Regions from separate parts of the Ovis aries genome. Here region 2 is linked to region 1. A link is a contact called in public Hi-C data. All regions are on one chromosome and are shown on one strand. The core of a region is the stretch at or near the end of the contact, and the rest is flanking DNA. Distances in the headings are between cores, read along the strand shown.

What was found. A called contact is a pair of places that touch in the nucleus more often than the background predicts.
Region 2: a contact with region 1 is called in a Hi-C map of liver, with 6 times the contacts expected there. The contact joins the promoter of CLK3 here to the promoter of CSK in region 1. A contact is called at or near these places in 3 of 16 Hi-C or Micro-C datasets (blood, hypothalamus and liver).

The regions. Positions count from the first base shown.
Region 1 is chr18:31,552,296-31,555,394 of ARS-UI_Ramb_v3.0, forward strand. It overlaps CSK (C-terminal Src kinase), which reads right to left and starts at 1,361. Exons shown (of 13, transcript XM_042235240.1): 1 at 1-1,361. The coding sequence starts at 764. LOC132658084 (a long non-coding RNA gene) reads left to right here and starts at 1,435. Exons shown (of 3, transcript XR_009597095.1): 1 at 1,435-2,488.
Region 2 is chr18:31,725,247-31,728,344 of ARS-UI_Ramb_v3.0, forward strand. CLK3 (CDC like kinase 3) reads right to left here and starts at 1,551. Exons shown (of 13, transcript XM_027957185.3): 1 at 1,461-1,551. It overlaps LOC132658085 (a long non-coding RNA gene), which reads left to right and starts at 1,604. Exons shown (of 2, transcript XR_009597096.1): 1 at 1,604-2,243.

The sequences.
Region 1 (3,099 bases), core at 111-2,610:
AGGCGGGGGAGAGGGGGCGGGAGGGAGTCGGGGGGGAGGAAACAATGTAGCCGGCGCGGCCCCGGCAGAGTTCCGCTTCCGAACGCCGCCACCGAGGCTCGATGCGGGGACGTCGCGCCGGCTGCCCGGGGCGGCCCCGGACGCTGGTTCGGGGCGCCGCAGAAGGTCCCCGCGTTCCACGCCCCGGAGGCTCCGGCGGCCACAGGCTGGCTGGGGCGGGAGGGACCGCTGGCCGGGGGGGCGGGGGGGTGGCCCCGACGGCGGCGCGGCCGGGAGACCGCCCCGCTCGGACCCCACCCCAGCAAGACCTCCGCGCGGGGTGCGGGCTGGGGCGAGAGCGGGAGGGCGGCGGCGGTCGCGGCGGCGGCGGCGGCGGCGGCAGCAGCGGCCAAGCTCGGCTCGCCCTGGGCTCCGCTGGGAGGAAGCTCGCAGGCCTGGCGAGAGGAAGCGCGGCCCGGATCCTCCGCCCGCGGCACCGCGCCTGCGCGAGGGAGCCGGCCCGGCGCGCGGCGGGGCGTGGGCCGACGGAGCAGCGCCCCCTGCCGGGCGCCGGGGACACTGCGGGGGGTGTGTCCGCGCGCGCGCCCTGCCCCCGCCTGCCCGCCCGCGTTGGAGGCTCCCGAAGGTCCCTCAGGGAGGTCCGGCCAGCCCGCCTTGGAGCAGCCTCCAAGCCTTCCCCGATGTACAAGCGACGGAGGCCAGGCCTCGGGCCCTCTGCTCGGATCTGTTTGTGCACAAGGACCCTCACCCGCAGGAGCATTCATCCGTTCGCAAGGATTTCCTGGCGCTGCCAGTGTGACAGGCCCTGTTCTGGAGTCTACCCGCCGGGCCGCTTGGTGGCTGTCAAGGAGTTCCTAGCACCGACAGGCCAACAGTCAAGCGCTAGGAAAGAGTTGACAGAAGTGAAGAAGGGGTGTACAAGGCCCACAGGAAGCAGAAAAGAGGGGAGGGCCAAAGGGGAGACTTGATAGAGCTGGGACTTTAGGCAGAAGGAATAAGCATGGGCAAAGGTCGGGGGAGGTGGAAGCGCTTGACCCCTCTGTGCTGGGCTCAGTCTTGTCGACTCTTTGCGATCTGTGGACTGTAGCCCACCAGACTCCTCTGTCCATGGGGATTCTCCAGGCAAGAATGCAGGAGAGGGGTTGCCGTGCCCTCCTCCAGGGCATCTTCCCAACCCAGGGATGGAACCCCGGTCTCCTGCATTGCAGGCAGATTCTTTACTGTCTGAGTCACCAGGGAAGCCCCCTGACGGCTCTGGGAACTGTAAATGGCTCAGTATGGCTGCAAGTTTGCAGGGTAGGTCCTGTTAAGTCGTGGGAGATGGGGTCCCCTCAAGCCACAGAGCACAGAGAAATCCAAAAGGCCTTATGGGACTTTCTTGGACTTTGTTTTCAGCCTGGAGGCAATGAGGAAGTTGTCAGTGACTATGTGACCCTGGGAAAGTTACTTAACCTCTCTGTGCTCTAGTTTACCAAATGGGGAAAGTAATAGCACCAACTTCTTAAGGTTCCATGGGGGAGGAAATGAGTTAATATGTCTAAAGTGCTTAGTGTGCAGTGGCAGGCACTTAGTCAGCCCTTAGCTAGGTATCATTTCTTCCTATATATTATTGTTAATGAAGGACAGAGTGTGATGGGCTCTGAGCTCAGGAGCAGACAATGAGCGTGTGTGTGTGTGTGAGGGGGGAGTGTAGAGTTGGGGGTGAGGGGGGGCGGTGAGGATGGAGGAGAGACCAGAGACTCCAGTGTAGGTGGGAGGCAGGGCACTTCCTAGGGACTGGGTCCTGAAGGGAGGTTCAGGGTTGGATGGGCGCAGGAGAAGGCCATTCTGTGATGGGGAAAGGAGGTGTACAGGAGGTGAAATTCAAGAGAAGTGAGGGATTCAGGAGTGAGAAGGACAGTCAAGGGTCTTGTGGGAGAGCCAGCTGAGAAGACAGTGTGGTTGTACATTGCAAAGGGCTGAGCTGGGTGTGCCTCCCCGGACAAACTACAGGATGGCTCTCTGACCGAATGCACCCCTGGGCCAATTTCCAGTAAGAAGCCAGCCCTGCAAGGAGGGAAGTAAATGTAGTCACACCACTGCCCTTTGAGGAGATGTCCAGTAAGTCTTAGAGACAGCTGTGGTGTAATAGGAAAAAAGCATGGATTTGGGGTTCTCACAGTAAAGTTAAATCTCAGCTGAACCACTTCCTAGTTGTGTGACCTTGGTCTAGTTACTTAATGTCTCTGAGCTCAGTTTCCTCCTCCATAAGATCAAGTTCAAAATGCACCTCTCTTGCAAGAGTTGGTGAGAAAAAAAAAAAAAAAGAGAGAGAGAGAGATGGTGCAGATTCAGCAAGATAAAGGCCTTGGGGTGGGGGAGGTGGGGAGGGCACTCAGTTTGGTTGGTTTCCCTTTCTTTCCTCTGAGGTCAAGACGGAATGATAAAGTGGGACTGGATGGAGCCACCCCTCAGCCTAAAGGAAAGCACTTCAGCAGCTCTGCAAAAGGTTTGAGAAGGGTCACCCTGACATCTCCCCTCCCCCACTGAAGCAGCTGGCAAAATGGGAAAGGGCTGTGCTGCTGCTGCTGCTAAGTCACTTCAGTCATGTCCGACTCTGTGCGACCCCAGAGACGGCAGTCCACCAGGCTCTCCCATCCCTGGGGTTCTCTAGGCAAGAACACTGGAGTGGGTTGCCATTTCCTTCTCCAGCGCATGAAAGTGAAAGGTGAAAGTGAAGTCGCTCAGTCGTGTCCGACTCTTAGTGACCCCATGGACTGCAGCCTACCAGGCTCCTCTGTCCATAGGATTTTCCAGGCAAGAGTACTGGAGTGGGGGGGCCACTGCCTTCTCCAGAAAGGGCTGTGAGGATCCCTCATTTCAGTTTTGTCACCAGTCCCTCTTCCTTTCCTCCCAAACATGTCTGACTTCTTCCCGTGGGTTTGCTGTGGCCTGAATGTGAACTTTGGAGTCAAATAAACTTGTATTTGCATCCTGGCTCCACCTCTTCAGAGCAGAAATGAAATAGATTTGTTCACTTCCCTGAATCCTGGCCCAGGAGGGAAATCAATACATGCACGGGCCCCACAGAGCTATCCTATGGCGGAAGAGCCGGTTCAC
Region 2 (3,098 bases), core at 301-2,800, 170 kb after region 1:
ATCTCCTGCATTGGCAGGCGGGTTCTTTACCACTAGCGCCACCTAAGGACATTTTAAAAGTCCCTTCCAAGGAACCATAGGGCAGAGAGCTCTGGGTAGAAAACCCTGAACAAAATCCCAGTGCTGCTGCTTACTGGTCTCTTAACCTCTTACAAGTCACTCTGGGCCTTGGTTACCGTATCTGGAAAAAGGAGATAACACGACCTCCCAGCCAACTTGGCAAAGGAGAGGACAAGTATAAGAGCTATATAAAACACCACACACAAGGCAATCATAGAGAATATAACTTCCTTTAACACATTCTAGGCAGCTGAAATATTGGAAATACCAGATGCTCATTATTTCCAGCTAGGGCTCTAGGGCCCATTTCTCGTCAATTATCTCTAATTCTTAGACCTCTGCAAACAGATTGTTAAAAGAAGGTAAGGGCCACAATTATGCTCTGGAAGGCTCTGCTCTGCACAATGAAGAAAAAGGTAATGCGAAGAAAACCAGGCAGAGGATGCCAGCTTTTTTCTGAGCACAAGCTTACATCTCATTTGCTGCTCCTGGCCAGAGAACTGGGCTGACAAGAAGAGCAGCCAGCCAGGTCAGCGGCTGCCCGCCCGGATCCCTGCCACCCCAGCGCCCCACGGTTATTTTTGGCTGACGCTGCCCCACCACTGCAACCTCAAACCTGCCACCTTGCAAGCCGCCACCACCGGGTGAAACGCTCCTCCTTTTCAAGGGCATGGAGGAGGGAAGCTGGAAGGCTGCCAACTCCGCTTCGACGGAGCCCTGGCTCAGGCGATTCCCACCCCAGCCCTACGCCAGGACACCCGCACCCGGAACTAAAGCACAGAGACTCCCGGAGCGAGGAGCAGCCCGGGCATTTGTACTGTCAGCTGGGCCTGGCCCCTCCTCAGTGCTGGAGCGGATCCATCATCACAACAAAACAAGCAGGGGGCCTGCGGCCCTCGCTCGCGTCCCTTCCTGTCGCTCGGGTCCCAGAGATCTCAGAGCCCCGTCCCCCGTAACCGCCGCCAGTGGATGCGAGGGGCGACCTGGGGTGGGCGGGTGGGGGGTGGGGGGAGGCAGGCCAGCTTGGGCTCGAATCAAACTCCAAGCCGCGCGGGGAAGGTGTCTGCGAACTAAGCCTCGAGCCAGGGGGAGGGGAGGGTCTGAAAGCCCCTCCAGGGTATTCCAGGTAGGGCCCCGACCCCATTCCGCGGGCAGGCTACAGGGCCAAAACTGAATGGATCTCTGCAGGGGCCTCAGGCCTCTCACGCTCGGACGCCGACTCGCGGGAGCGAGCGGTCGGGGTCTGTGGTAATCACCCTCTGGGGAAGAAGCGGCGGGTCAGGGGTGAGAGGTCGGGGCAGCGGCCTGAGGAGGGCCGAGAAGAAAACGAAAGGGAGTAGCCCGAGACCGAACCAAGAGCCCCGGGACCCACCCCTAGCGCGCCCTCCCCGCCGACTCACCGCCCTCCACTGCTCCCGTCGCGGGCCCGGGCCCCACACTCACGGTCTCCCAGGCTCAAGCTGCTGCTAGGCCCCACTCCCCGCTCCGAGCGCCTCTTCCGCTTCCGGCTCCGGCCTCCGCCCGTGGCAGCCCCGCCCCTCCCGTGACGCAGCCGTCCTCAGCCCGGGCTAGACCTGGCTCAGCCCCGAGGCCGCTCTAACCCCCGACTCGAAGGCTCTGGAGGACCTGTCTTCTCTGTACGGCTCCGAGGAGCAGCGGCAGAACCTGGTTCCTCTAGGGTCGAGGGGAAGTCCTTGACCGCGGTCCGCCCTCCCACCGTGTCGCGTCGCACGTAGGCCCTAAAGACGCTACGGGGGCCCAGCCCGTGGCGGACAGCTCCGAGAGCCCAAAGCTGGAGCCCCAACCCCGCCGGTGCCTGTCTGTCCCTTCCTGCGCGCCGGGAAGAGGGCATTGTTTCGCTGTCGCCTCCGTGAAAACCAGGCGGGGCTTGAGCGCAACGCCTGGCTCCGGGGCCCAGGAGGGCGCTAAAGATCACGGAGACTCGAGCAGACGGTCCCAACTACCGGTTATGTGGAAGAAGCAAATGAGACCTTATTCTTTGTGCAGGTTTTTTATTTTTTTTAAGCCGTGGCGGCACACCCAAGCCCCAGTGTAGGTGCACAGCAGTTTGAGCCGATATCGGACAGTCTTGTACGCGGGGTCTGTGATGATAGGACGGGGTCTGGAAGAAAGGGGATGGTGGTGTGTGTGTCTTTTTCCTAGAGCATCGTTGGAGGATGGCAGTAAGTGGACCAGCATTGTTTCGCAGTTCATAAGCCCCCACCAAAGAAATGCCCTGCGCTCCGCCGCGGCCAGACTGGGCTGCAATTTCGCCCCGAGTCTCTCGCTGAACCTCTCTACCGCGGCTCACCAAAGCCCCGCCCACCTACAGTTCCGCTCTCGGCCAGGGCCGGTTAACCAGGCCCTGTTTTCCAAATGACAAAAGTGAGGTCTGGTCTTTTAGGTTTGCGAGCGTGCGCTCCCCGCCCCCGGGCTCTCGCTGGCGTCGCTAAGCGAAGCGGCCTCTAATTGTCCCCGCGCCACGCCAGGGACACAGCATCTCTGCAGACCCCGCCCCTCCCCGGCAGACCACACCGCGGAAGCCGGGTACCCGCCAGCCCTCTCCCCGGCCCAGTCCTGGTCCCGCCCCAATGAGAGCTGGGCACGCCCGAGACGCGAGGCTTAGCCTCCCCGCCAACCAAGCTCGGCAGGAGCGGAGCCGCCCCCTCGGAGTAAGGAGCTCTCCAGTGTCTAACCTTTGGCTCTTCTTTAAACTGGCGTCTGACGGCGTGGCTCGAGCGAGTGCTTAGTACCCCCAAAATCTCCACTAGTTCCACCATCCCTACTGGAAGTAAACAACCGAAGTTAAATAAAAACGGGGTGCTTGCTATACTGCTGCAGCCTGAAACCGGCTCCTGGTCCCCCTCCAACCAAATGCACCCAACTCCCCAGTATAAAAATTCAGGAACCGCTTCTAGTGTGCAGTTGGTGCCCGAGAGCCTGGAAGCCTGCGCCCCTAGATCCTGGGCCTTTAGGAGTCCGAACTGCCATTCTTGCGTGGGCCTCGAAGCTTGGCCCATGGCCTATGGCCACAACAG